Linked DNA regions of Ovis aries: region 2 is linked to region 1. A link is a contact called in public Hi-C data. All regions are on one chromosome and are shown on one strand. The core of a region is the stretch at or near the end of the contact, and the rest is flanking DNA. Distances in the headings are between cores, read along the strand shown.

Region 1 (7,028 bases), core at 104-2,603:
CAATTCATAGTAGTGGTTACTATCTCAGAGGAGAGGCAGAGCATTGGACTAGGAGACAGTCACATGAATAGGTGTCCTTCTTGGTACTGTTCTTGGATTAGAACATAAATATATATGTAAATATAAAGGAGGGCTGTTGCAGACTTTAAGAGATGCACAACCTAAAAGTTGAGAATTATGTTTTATTCATGAGGACTTAAGCTTGGGAGCATCAGGAAGATCCCCTGGAGTAGGAAATGGCAGCCCACTACAGTGTTCTTGCCTGGAGAATCCCATGGACAGAGGAGCCTGGAAAGTTGTGGTCCATAGGGTCTCAAAGAGTTGGACACGACTGAAGCAACTTGGCACACAAAAAAATTTAGTGATTTCTCTTTGTGTGTGAAGTTGCAAGAGTCTGGGCTTAATTAAATCATTCCTTTGATATATACCTTAACTAACTAGGGCCAGTATCCTGTTTTCCTCCTTGAATCCCCTTAGGGTGCACTGCTGGGGTAGCTACAGAGGTTAATGACTTGATGTCTGCAAAAAACTTTGTTTACTGATAGGGCAGGTGGCATTCTTTGTCCAGACTATCTATGCATTATTGATGACAGTGCCAGGCACTGAAGAATGTATGAATAAATGAATTCAGGGTGTGTTAGTTGCTCAGTCCTGTCTGGCTCTTTTGAACTCCACGGAATCCTGCAGGCAAGAATACTGGAATGGGTAGCCATTCCCTTCTCCAGGGGACCTTCCTGGCCCAGGGATCGAACTCAGGTCTCCTGCATTGCAGGCAGATTTTTTATGGTCTGAGACACCAAGGAAGCTTGAACTCAGGGTAAGTGAGACCAAATTAAAAAAAATGAGATGATAAAATAGATAAAAGTAATGCATGTACACAGTAAAAAACTGAATAAACATAAAACCTGCAACTATAAAACAGAAAAAAGTTTCACTGGTTCAGGTAGAAAAATTACAATTACCTTTGTACTGTTATAACTTCCCATTCTTTCTCCTATGAATTAAGAAAATATTTTTAATGGTACTAAGAAATGTCACGTTGGTGTAGCCTATTCCCTGTGAGAGCTGTTTAGGACGGGCTCCTCTTCAGATTTCAACTGTCCTGGTCTCAAGGCCTCAACCCTATCACTAACCGTCCATTAGCTATAAAGGCTGCAGTCTCACACAGACAGGACGCCAGGTACGGCCCTGACAATTCCGCCCACGTTCCTAAAACACGCCAGAGGGGTGTGCCCAGCGCCCGTAGGGGCGTGTCTAAGAGGCGTGGCGGCCCTGAGCCCGAGCCCAGGTAACTGGGGGCGGGATCGGGAGGCGCCACACGTCGCGAAGTGATGACGTCAAGCACGCGCCTCGCGTTCTGCGTGCGCAGCTGCGCGGGGTGGGTCTTGATCCCAGGTCCTGAGTGTAGGGAGAGGTGAGCTGTGCTGTTTGCAAGATGTTTCGTGCTGTTGACTCTGCGGATGAGGAAGAGGAGCAGGCGGAAGAGGATTGTCCTGAATTGGTCCCCATTGAGGCGAAGCAAAGAGAGGTGAAGGAGGAGGAGGAAAAGTCTGGCCCCGGCGCTAAGATCCCAGTCACAATTATCACCGGGTATTTAGGTAACTAACCATCCCGGTCAGAAAGTTCAGTGAACCCTGTTTTGGGATTTGGCTCTTCTCCTTAGGCATCCTGGCCTTCTGGCCGACGGCCAGAGTCTCTGAGGTAGGGGCTGGGTCAGTTGCTCCCCGTACGGGATCCTTCTCACCTCACGGGTTAATGATGCTCAGACCCCTCCGCGTTAGGGTCGCATTTATCAACTGAGGTTGAAAATTAGCCTCGCATTTTTAAAACTAGTTCTAGCTTTGCAGTGTGAAGCACGGACCCGCCCCTCATTATGCATGTGACCCCTAACAAGTTGCATTTCTGAAGTTCACTGCCTGACTTGAAAATGGAAATACCAGTCACTTGTCTCAGTTTGCTTTTCTCTTATGCTTAGTGGGGCAAGAAACGCATGTTTTATAATTAGGTTCTCATTAAAGGTGTCCTTTATGTAAACGCCCAAGGGCTCTTCCTCAGTATATTCCCTTCCCCACGCCGGTTTCTTCTTGCCTTTCGTGTAAAATACTCTTTATTGTAGCCTTTTTTTTTTTTTTTAATGTCTATTTGTAACGTACTGTCGGAGAAAGAGTAAGAATAAAATTACTGTGCCCTCCGAGACTATATTTCTCAAACTTAAGGGCTTTTCAGGAGTTCATGGGGTCACTTAATTCATAACTTTGTAAACAGAGTAGTTTCCTGAAGGACGGGTTATGTGCTTACATTAGGAGTACTTTAGTGGAAAAGTTTGAGAAGTATCATTTTAAAACTACAGTTAAATAGAAGGGCTGGAATAAATACCATATTAAAAGTGTAGGGAAAAGAAGTGAAATGAAATATATAAAGTGAAATGATCTGGGGAAAATAGTATCATTTCTAGATGCTGCTAGAGACAAGTATAAACTTGGTGCACCTGAGGGCCTTTTACATAAAAACGGGAATTAAATCGCTGGCATGACTCCGTCTCTCTCTTTTTTGCTTTGCAGACTTAAGTTTATTTTCATTTTTACTCAGGGTTAATTTTATAAAGGAGTTTATTTATTTGTAAAGGAATTTCCCCAGTGTTATTCAGATGCAGCTTCACTGTGAAGTTGAGCAAATTTTTGTTCTGAAACAATATAGTTTAGACTTGCTCTCCCCACCTTCCCCATTTTGCTCACTGGTAGATCAGAAGAGCATTGCAGATAATGGTCTGAAGCTTAGTTATGAGGCCTCACGCCACCAACTTTGTTGCTGAATCTAGGAGATGGTTTCCCTGCTTATTGTTGAGCATTTTTGTTCCCTTGGTTTCTATCACATTTTACTTCTGATTTTCCGCCTACTTTTCTGGCTTCCCCTTAAAATTTTTTTTTATCCCTCCTCTGCCCTCTTTTTTAACTTCATACCCAGGTGATTTCTATTTTGATGTTTCATAGACATGTCAATCTCTGCATGTCCAAAACTTCATGTTAGCATCCCGTTGTGAATGTTGGTTGCTTCTGTGATCCTAACCATTTGGAATATTATAAAAGCTTCCTAACTAGTCCTGAGTCATATTGCCTTTTAATATGTTCTCTGTATTTTAGCCTTAATGATCTGTAATAAATGTCAATCTGATTTTGTCAGACCCTTCAGCAGTTTCTATTTGGGTTAAAGTTCAAATTCCTTGACATGAGTTTATAATCTTGCTCTTGACAACCTCTTTAGCCTGAGAAACTGTGGCCCAGCCAAGTGAACTACTTTTACTTCTAAAAAGAGCAAGTGTTTTGGCCCCAGAAAGACATCCTTCTTACTGTTAGTTCTCTGGCTAGATGTCCCTCTTAGGTGCTCCATGGCATCTTGTACATCTATTGACTAGATGATCTTGTGGCATGGTTGCCTCTTTACTGATCTGAATTCCCCCTCTTTCTCCCACTTCCCTTAATGTTTCTAAACTTCATGAAGATAGAGACAGTTTGTTGTGTCTTGTGCACTTTTCACTAAGGCTCAGTATAAACTCCGGTCCATAGCAGACTTGAGTGCTTGAACTGTCTTAGTATCTTTAGCTTCCTGATAAGATGGCTCAGCAGTAAAGAACCCTCAATGAAGGAGTTGCGGGTTCGATCCCTGGGTCAGGAATATCCCCTGGAGTAGGAAATGGCAACCCACTCCAGTATTCTTGTCTGGAAAAGTCCATGAGCAGAGTTGGATGTGACTGAGCACAAACACATAGTTATTTATAAAGCACTAGTAATTCTACAAAGTCTTCCATGGCCACCCCATCCTTTGCATTTTCATGGCCACTGCTTAGTGCAGCGCACATGCTCAGGGCCCTTGTCTCACATTTGGACTGGTTTTAAGAATATCCTTATTGCTCTGTGTCCTTAAGATCTGTTCCTTCCATTATGAGTATTAACCTTTAGTGATACTGAGCTTCCTAAATCCCTCTGAACACAAGCCTTCCATCCCTTCAACAACTTTTATACAAATATGGCCCCCAAAGGTTGAAGATATTAATATCCTACTACTCAGTAAATCCCTCCTAATTATACCCTAGAAATCTTTTAAAGTTACTGCGGAAGATGTGTACAACCTGTGTGCATGTATACAAGTTCTTTTTGGCAACACTGTAATAGCAAAACACTAGGAACAACCCGTATGCCCACCAACAGAAAAATATGTAAATAAATTACATGTTTATATAATTGACTACACTACTATCTATATGCAGTTAGGGTTGGTTATTTATCTTTTTTTTTTTTTTTACACCCTTCTATGGACGTTCACAAGACCAATGTTTTTTCCTTCTGCTTGAGCTGAATGTATTTAGGTGCATTATGCCACCTACTGGATAGAGTTAGTGTAGCTATATGAACTTTTCTAATACTGATTATTGTGTCTTCTGTTAACATTTCCTAGGTCCATTCACCACTGAGTGTGTATAAAATCAATTTTATAGATTGCTTTAAGCATACTAAAAACAGCCATATAGACATTCTGAATTTGTGTGTGGTTAAAATAAAAGGTAGGTCTTTATGTGTACATTTGGGGGAAGTAAACTATCTATTCTTGGCTAAGAAGCACTGTCATCCTGTAAAGGGATTTAAATACTTTATGTCTTATAAACTACATGACTACTTTATTCTTCAGGAACCATTATTTCAATAATTCCTTATTTAATAGAAAATTTAGATAACCTTACATTAATTGTTTAAGTTATATAGAAGACTTTTTTTTTGTCGTATGAGGTCAAAGAAAGCTATGTCAGCCACCTTATTGGAGTGTTTGTAAATATTTGTAAAATTTTATAAGACATAAAGCATTTTTAATAGTTTTCAAAGGGTACTTTAATTTTTTCCTCTAGAATCTCATATTACCATCGTTAAATAATATTTGAATAACATACAAATTTTAAAGAGCGTTAGGACTCTTTAAACATTTTTGTCCCTTTAAAATCAGTCTTTTGACTTTTGTTATTTAAAACAAACGTATTTTATAGGTGCCGGGAAGACAACACTTCTTAACTATATTTTGACGGAGCAACATAGTAAAAGAATAGCAGTGATTTTAAATGAATTTGGGGAAGGTAAGTAAAGTTCAATAAATGCCGTGCTATAAGAATGTATTGAACAGTTAATTCAGCTGGTGAATTGATATTCCATATGCAGAAATGAAAATGCAAGGTATTACCATGTGAACACATTGCTATGGATAGTTTTGGAAAAATTAGGTTCATTTATGTCAAGTTTTGACTTCCCTGGTGGCTCAGACGGTAAAGCATCTGTCTACAATGCGGGAGACCCGGGTTCGATCCCTGGGTTGGGAAGATCCCCTGGAGAAGGAAATGGCAATCCACCCTAATACTCTTGCCTGGAAAATCCCATGGACAGAGGAGCCTGGTAGGCTACAGTCCATGGGGTCACAAAGAGTCGGACACAATTGAGGACTTCACTTCATGTCAAGTTTTATTTTGTATGGAGTTGAGATACTGAAATCAGGTTGTTTCTATAAAATTTTACTTTGTATAATGTTAGAATTCATACCAGAATTAATTAAATTTTTACATAAATACTCCAGAAGTAAAAATCTAAGGAGATGAAAGAAAATCTTTCAGGAAGATTTTTGTACCAATTAGGAAGATCCTTTTGTGCTGACTATATTGTTTAACTGCAGGTTTTGAAAATATTTGAAAATACTTCTGTCTTACTGAATGTTTATTATTCTGCAAAGCAGTTAAAACAGAAGGCTTAGAAGATAAATATGTGGTCTCCATCCTCAAGCAACTTCACTTATCTGTGAAAATATGTGTATTTAACTTTCCAGTTTTTTGTCTTCACTGAACTGTGTTTTAAGAAATTTATACAGCAGTGTTAGACATACTTCTTGATTACTTTTATAAGTTTTTCTTCTCAGGTCTGAATTTCAATAAAAGCTCACATTTAGCTAAAAAAAATTTAACTTCATTTGAATTTTTCTTAAATTTTTTTTTTTTCAGTTGCAAATCAGTAAAGGAACTAAGTTTATGAAAAGGATGAGGCCTGTTAGTTGAACTTGATTTCTGGTTTTAATAAACTGAAGAGGATTTCAATAAACTTTAGAGTCCTGTCAGCCAAAAATAAAAATCATAAGATTTTTTAAATCATAGTTTTTATTCTAAGTTCTTATTAATTGATCTTCTGTTGGATGTTGATTACATTTATTATCATTTGTTACTATTTTGTTCAGTCTTTCTGTATTTTTTTTAACTGCTTTGTCCTTTACAGCATTTACAATACTTTCCTTTTCATTTTATAAATGTTCTCTACACCCTGAGTTCTGTAGCAACCCCTTGCCTAACTAAAACATAAACATAAAATATATATCAGTGAAAAATTATTTAGTTTTTTTTCCTTATCATTTGCTTTAATGGATATTTAGAACTTTCTTGGCTTGGGCATGTTTCTTTGTTGGAGGAAAAGTAAGATTTTTTTTAATCATTCTTATTGATAACAAACATCTCAGACTCTCATATATACTGTATTTTTTCTCAAGTAAGCATTGCTAAGAAGCATGTGTGTATTTGATTAAAATTTAATTTTTAATTGAACACATTGGTACCCTGGCCAAGCAAACTTCCTTAAAATGAACTAAGGGTATTATTCATAAAGGGAATGCTGAACAGTCTGTCTAGTAGACACTGAAACAATTTAGAGAAGAATGAAAAGAAAAAATATGCAAGAGACTGAAAGGCATATGTATAAAAACCTAGAGAATTGGCCATGGACAAGAAAGAATGCCTTTAAAATAGCTTTTTTATTTTATTAGGAAATGGCAGCAGTCTAGTAAGAGGCCTAGAGAGGAAGTAGGTAACTTTCATTAATTTTGCAGTTGTCTCTTTAGGGGCTTAAATCCTTTTAAAGAAAGAAAAAAATAAAGTAATCTAGAGTAGTATAGTTTAAAATATTGAGATAGCCTGAGCAGAATCAAAGAATACAAATTATGAAATACATTTTTCT
Region 2 (7,544 bases), core at 4,554-7,053, 140 kb before region 1:
AAAGAACATAAATGACAAACATTCCCAGGTCATGTCTTTAAAAACTACAAAGGCAATAGAACTGGACATATCAAAGGTCATTTGCTTTCAAATGTAATGTGTTTTTACTACACAGAAATGATATTTAAAGAAATGAACCCAAAGATTCCATGAACAATATATGATGCCCTCAGGGCTGAGTTATTTTTGTTTACTTACCTTTTTCCTTTCTTTAACATCATAGAGGGCAATACTGGCAAACAGAGGCTCAATTTCTATCTCAAACCTGTCAGAGAAAGAGAGAAAAGTCTATATGGATTTAACTTTGATAATTTTGAAGTTTCTGAAAATGCCAAGATACATAACCTGGTTAAAAATGTAAGTAGTTTCCAGAAGTATTTGGGTAGCTCCGCGCATATGAGAATCATATGAGAATATTAATAGAGCAATATGAGAGGTTCATAGAAAATCCCTAATCATTTGAGATCATGAACGTGCTTGCTGGTGGCCCTGCAACAGAGAGCATGTGGACTAGATCCTCCAGCTGATCCCACATGGCACTTCTTACTGTTGTGGCTGCTGGGTTTTCAGAGGGTTGAGTCTGTCTTAGCTAAAGGGCTTGTTTACAGTTTACATTTTACTGCCAGAATAGGTAGCTCTTATTATTCAGTGGCTATGGCTTTCAGCTTGTACAAAAAGAAAAGTTCAGTTGCTTTTCTTTAGACTTCTAGTGGGACCCCCAGAAGGAAAGAAGGTTATGATGTGTATGAATGTCTGGTCCTTCCATTGCCAGGGGGGCTTCTGAACTGAGGTGGAGGGAGGGAAGTGAACACAGCTGATCAACACTGAGGTGTGAGGATCCAACGAGAGCTAGAAAGAGCAGCTCTCATACTGGCCCTAATGGCCAATTTCCCCCGAAATGGTGGGCTGAAGACAAGAGAAGGCAACCCCAAGCACAACCCTGCTTGCTATAGGATGTGCGTGGAACAGACAAGCACTTTCTAAATGTTTCAGGTAACATACCAGGCTTCCCTGGTGGCTCAGACGGTAAAGCGTCTGCCTGCAATGCAGGAAACCCGGGTTTGATCCCTGGGTCGGGAAGATCCCCTAGAGAAGGAAATGGCAACCCACTCCAGTACTCTTGCCTAGAAAATCCTATGGATGGAAGAGTCTGGTGGGCTACAGTCCATGGGGTCACAAAGAGTCAGATACGACTGAGCAACTTCACTAACAACCTATGACACTGCCAGCTAAGAGCCCTAGTAATCAGGCCCTGGACCACCACCACTGCAGAAGTCATGCAAATTAGGTCAAATTCTGTTTTCAACTGTACGTGAGAGAATGGATTTATCATAGCTTTGTCTAAAAAGAGAATTTTTCAAAGAATATGTGGACAGAGGTAACCAGACAAGAGTTGGTCAAAAGACACCTTTGGAAATGAGACAGTGGGCATGATGGAAGAGTCACAGACACTGAGTCAGAGAGACCTGGGCTCTGTTCCCTCTCCCAGTCTGGCTAATTCTGGAATCTTCATTGGGTTACTGACTTTCCCCAGTTCCACTTATTTGTAAAATGAGGAAAAGATACTTACTCTTTCCATTTCCTAGGATTGTTGTAAGGACTGTGAAAGACAGTATGTGTAAACGTACTTTATAAACAATGTCAAGGAACCATCGTTATTCACAGTAGCCAAAAGGTGGAAGCAAACTCAGGTGTCCATCAAAGACGAGTGAATTAATAGAATATGGTATATGCATACAACAGAACATTATTCAGTCTTAAAAAGAAAGGAAATTCTGACACATCCTACCATATGGACAAACGCTGAAGAAACTGTAAGTGAGATTTGTCACTAAAGGACAAACACTGTATAATTCCATTTCCATAAGGGAATGGTGGAAGATAGAAATGGGAGTTATTGTTTAGTGGGTATAAAATTCCAGTTTGGGTAAGTGACAAGAGTTATGGAGATAGATGGTGGCAATACCTGTACAACAATGTGAATGTATTTACTGCCACTGAAATACTAGTGAAAAACGGATATGACAGCAAATTTTATGTTATCTGTATTTTACCACGAATAAAATTTAACATTATCATTTAATATTTTTTTACTTCAAATAAAATTTATCATTATCATTAACATAATTTTTACTATTCATATTTAAACATTTCAGGTTCACCTATAAGAACTTGCTTTCTTTTGTCCAGTTTATTTAAAGTAGTGAAAGCTACATCTCCCCTCTTGCAGGTATATGTTGGTATGAATACGATTTAAGACACTGGAGCAGGTCAAAGACTGAGCAAACACCAGAGTTCTCTTTAATTTCTGCTTTGGCAGTTTGGGGAAAAAATCATTAGAAACTACACTTCACAAATTTCGTCAGGTGAAATCCAAGTGACATGATTATTTTTTTAACAATAGTCTTAGTGGCCATGTCTTCCCATCTGTGAGAAGAGCTGCCATTTACTTATAGAAAATGTCTAGGAGGCTGAGTGTCAAGCATCAGAACGTAGAATTCCTCCAATCCCAAAAAGCAGAGTTACTGCAGCCAACAGTGGCCTGATGCACTTCCTGTGGGAGTGGGTGAGAGCCTCAGACAATAGGGTGGATTTCCTGAATGATGAATGCAGAGGGGGATGGAAGAGCCACTTCCACTTAGTCCTCAGGCTGAAGGGCTAAGAGTTTCCCCCAGCTGGGTCAGATCCCAGGGACCAGCGTTTGCCCTTATGTACCCATTGCTCAACACAAAGCTGGGTTATTGGCTGCTCATCTCTGTACAAGACAAAAAGTCCTAACTCCCCCACCAGCTGGTAGCACTGACTTGAGGAGAGTGCTACAACACAAAGGGAGCCCCACAACTGTATAAGCAGTCATGCTGGCTGGTGTACTGAGGAGAGGAATTGGGGAGGCTCCACACTAGAATTGGAAATTTACAGTACGTAGGAACTTTGGGATGACCTGGTCTAACTATTTTATTTATAAGAACTCAAAATTCCAGAGAAGCCCCCAGGGCTGAAATACAGTCTTGAATCCAAAATCCAAGTGCCCTAATGGCAAACCAGGTGCTGCCTAAGAGGTTCATGAATTGACTTCAACAGATGGATGACTTTCTTAATAGGCTATGAAAAATTTTTATGCCTACCTGGTTTTGCCTAGGTAGAGCATCATGGAAAAAGCAAGAGAGTTCCAGGAAAACATCTACTTCTGCTTTATTGACTATGCCAAAGCCTTTGACTGTGTGGATCACAACAAACAGTGGAAAATTCTTCAAGAGATGGGAATACCAGACCATCTGACCTGTCTCCTAAGAAATCTGTATGCAGGTCAAGAAGCAACAGTTAAAAATGGACATGGAACAACAGACTGGTTCCAAACAGGAAAAGGAGTACGTCAAAGCTGTATATTGTCACCCTGCTTATTTAACTTATATGCAGAGTACATCAGGAGAAATGCTGGGCTGGAGGAAGCATAAGCTGGAATCAAGACTGCTGGGAAAAATATCAATAACCTCAGATATGCAGATGACACCACACTTATGGCAGAAAGAGAAGAACTAAAGAGCCTCTAGATGAAAATGAAAGAAGAGAGTGAAAAAGTTGGCTTAAAACTCAACATTCAGAAAATTAAGATCATGGCATCTGGTCCCATCATTTCATGTCAGATGGGGAAACAATGGAAACAGTAAGAGACTTTATATTTTTGGACTCCAAAATCACTGCAGATGGTGACTGCAGCCATGAAATTAAAAGACGCTTGCTCCTTGAAAGAAAAGCTATGTCCAACCTAGACAGCATATTAAAAAGCAAAGACATTACTTTGTCAACAACGGTTGTCTAGTCAAAGCTATGGTTTTTCCAGTAGTCATGTACAGATGTGAGAGTTGGACTATAAAGAAAGCTGAGTGCCAGAGAATTCATGCTTTTGAACTGTGGTGTTGAAAAAGACTCTTGAGAGTCCCTTGGACTGCAAGGAGATCCAACCGGTCCATCCTAAAGGAAATCATTCCTGAATATTCATTGGAAGAATTAATGCTGAAGCTGAAACTCTAATACTTTGGCCACCTGATGCGAAGAACTGACTTATCTGAAAAGACCATAATGCTGGGACAGATTGAAGGAAGGAGGAGAAGGGGATGACAAGATGAGATGGTTGGATGGCAACACTGACTCTATGGACATGAGTTTGGGAAAGCTCAAGGAGTTGGCAATGGATAGGGAAGCCTGGAGTGCTGTAATCCATGGGGTCGCAAAGAGTCAGATACAACGGAGCAACAGAACTGAACTGAACTGAACTGAGAGCAGTTACAACTCAATAATTTCGAAAGTGCCTGTCATTTGAAAAAGTGGAAGAACTAATTCTCTAAAGCAATTGTCTGTAAAGAGGAAAGAGAGGCATGCAAGCACTCCAGGGTTAGGCAAGACAATCCACTGGAATTCAGGAAGAAAATAATTTATTTTAATTGATTGAGTTCATCCTTCAAAATGTTTCACTTATGCTTGTTTTGTAATACATGTAATATTTAATACACAAGTACAAAATTAATACACATGTAGAAGATGTGTGGCTTTTAAACACAATTAAAAAGCTAAAAAAGAATTGCTTCCAAGCAAACGTGACCCATGAGATGAATCTAGATTTCAGACATGTTCTCTTTGAAATGTGTGTTACTAAAGAAGGAAATGAGAAAATATTTAAGAAGTCAGGAAATCATGCAGAAAAATCTGGCTTTCTAGTTTCTCTTTAAAAAAAAAACCAGACAACTGATCAAAATGGGTCAGTTCATTTGGATGGCAAGAGTTGGCCCAAGCTAGCAGTGAGCGCCCCCGTAGGATAGTTTGGTACAGTCCCACTATACTCTGATGTCCTCTGGCACTGTAACTGAGTTTTTCATTGTGTTTTAATAGTGGTCTGTTGGGAAATGCATATAAATCTCTAAAAATAAAAAGGCTCTAACTTGTAGCATTTTCTGATTTCAATATTGTAAATATTTCTACCATTCTACCATGGGTAATTTCAAACTACCAATGTGACTTCACTGAATAAAGAGTTGGGAAGAGAAGCATACACTGAGCTCTCATGAGTTAGAGTGGACTCCAGCACACCACTGGCTTTTACTGCTATTTTTCTTAATGCAGGACATTTCGCTCAATTAATTACCTAGACATCTAACCTTAGTGTTCATCTTCCTTTTCATAGTAGAATGAGTGTCAAAGGCGTGGCAGGAATAGAATCTGGGGCTACCTGATTCTGAACTCTGGTCTTTCTACTACTTCACAGCGGCCCACTGTTAAAAGTGTGTTGGGGTCCTCCCCGATTCAAGCTCTGATGAGAAAGACAGTCTGTATCTGAAAGGCAAGACAGATCTCAATCGAGTAGGTAGTGTTTGCTGATACTTACTTCAGGGTCAGCAACTTGACCAATATTCTGTTTCCCAGATGTTCCTTGGGACATTCTGGTACCGGACGTATTTCCACAGCATCCTCCTATTATTAATCACATTGTAAAAGAAATCAGTAGTGAATTCCCATGAAATCAGCAGTGAATTAATCAGCAGTTAACCAAGGGAAGGGAAGACTACTATCTACCATGCAAGACAAGCTGCATTTGCTTTATTTCTAATCACAGAATAATACATCAACTTCTATAAGAGTTTATTATCCAACCCCCATGCTTCAAAGTCAGCATTTACAGCAAAGATTTTTCTCCTTTCAGACAACCAAACATTTAAGACAAAGAGACCAAAAGAGGAAGGAAGGAAATGTGAACATAGATAAGGCTTAGTAACATCCACCAGATGGCATTGCAAAATCTTATACCTATTGTTGACTTTTTTTTTTTTTTTTTAGCTGGCTCTAAGTACACAATCAGAATATTTCTCCTGCTGAGGGCTTTACCAGTAAACATGTAAGTTTCAGACTTGCGATCTGAGTCAGAAATTTTCACCTAAAGCTGTAAACCATTAATGCTGTAATACAGTGGCTTTCTTGGTTCAGTTTCCTTAAACAGATGATAGAGATTTGGGGCTGAATTTATAGGTTCTAAATAGACATGTCCAGCTAGACCTTGCTAAAGTTCTAAGAATTGAAAAGCTTAGTAATGACACATTAAGAAATAACGTCTGTCTATTTCACAACATAGGGACTGAAGAGTTAAAGGGAAGTATCAAGTATACATACAGCTGATTCACTTTGCTATATAGCAAAAACTAATGCAACATCGTGAAGCACCTATACTCCAAGGAAAATTAATCTAAAAATTCAAATGTGAACTATCACAGTATCTTAATTATAGTCATGGATGCAAAGACTGACAGTGCAAGTCATCCTGAGAACTTTAATTCCTGCTCTTGTAGTAGGTACACAAACTCTGACGAATGGTCTGCAGCTCACAAGTATCCAACGAATAGGGCCACGTTTAATTAAAAAATTATAATAAATTTTTTAAATTTATTCTTAATTGGAGGATAATTGTTTTACAATGTTATGTAGGTTTCTGCCTTATGACATGAAGCAGCTACATGTCCACTCCCTCTGGAACCTCCCTCCCACTCCGCCACCCCAACCCTCTAGTCCATCACAGAGCACCAAGTTGAGCTCACTAGCTATCTACTGTACATAAGGTAATGCATATGTTTCAGTGCTACTCTCTCTCAGTTCCTGGGCGATAAATGACATCCCGAATATCCAATAGCAACCAGAAGCATTTTTTAAAATAGCAATACAGTCGTCTTCTTATTAAATCTGTGCCCAGTTTGGTGGAATAGTCCCAGGCATAAACTCACCACCACTCTAACTTTCAATTCCCCTTTGTGTTAAACAGTTTGGTGGGTAGAACTGCTGAGTTGTTTCAGAGGAGGTACTGTTCTGATGCCCACACTGAGGTGAAGGCCCTCAGAGCAAGCTGGAACTTTCAGGGTGATCAGGACAGACACATCTGAAAGGAAAGGGGCCCCTTATTGGAAAACAGCCTCACTGTAAAAACTCTGCTTTTGGTCTGGATTCAAAACTTTGGTATACTTTTAAAAGGCTCTTCATTTGGAAAATTGTAAGCATATACAAAAGTAGAGAAAATACTGTAATGGAGCATACATAACCATCACCTAGCTTCAACAATTTTGACTTATGGGCAATTTGGTCTCATCCCTGGGTCAGGAAGATCCCCCAAAGAAAGGTATGGCAGCCCACTCCAGTGTTCTTGCCTGGAGAATCCTACAGACGGAGGAGCCTGGTGAGCTATAGTCCATGGGGTCTCAAAGAGTCAGACAGGACTGAAGCAGCTTAACACAGCACACAGCATGTACTCTCACTTACTACTCCCCTACTCAATGCTGGATCGCTCAGAACAAGGCCCCAGAGATCATATAATTTCATTAGTGAGTATTTCAGTAGAGACCTCTAAAAGATAAGGACTTTTAAAAACATATACTATAATGCTACTATTAATTTTATTTCCTATTTTCATGAAATACGTAGTCAGCTCCAAACTTCCCCAACTGTCTGGTTTTTTATAGTTAGTTTCTTAATTCAGGTTCCATCAAGGTCTATATGTTCATATGTTTCCC

What was found. Hi-C and Micro-C count contacts between places; a contact is called where the count stands out from the background.
Region 2: a contact with region 1 is called in a Hi-C map of liver, with 6 times the contacts expected there. The contact joins the enhancer-like site here to the promoter of ZNG1A in region 1. A contact is called at or near these places in 8 of 16 Hi-C or Micro-C datasets (blood, liver, mixed tissues and 2 more).

The regions. Positions count from the first base shown.
Region 1 is chr2:68,534,471-68,541,498 of ARS-UI_Ramb_v3.0, reverse strand. ZNG1A (Zn regulated GTPase metalloprotein activator 1A) reads left to right here and starts at 1,353. Exons shown (of 16, transcript XM_042243379.2): 1 at 1,353-1,598; 2 at 5,033-5,119. The coding sequence starts at 1,436.
Region 2 is chr2:68,675,455-68,682,998 of ARS-UI_Ramb_v3.0, reverse strand. It overlaps DOCK8 (dedicator of cytokinesis 8), which reads right to left. Exons shown (of 48, transcript XM_060410909.1): 7 at 5,381-5,466; 8 at 199-265. Among named protein-coding and RNA genes, the nearest start is that of DOCK8, 140 kb to the right of the region's middle. Within about 2 kb of position 5,803, at least 5 of the 54 cell types and tissues checked have an H3K27ac peak or open chromatin away from gene starts, as enhancers often do. A contact at or near this core is called in liver, where this site is marked.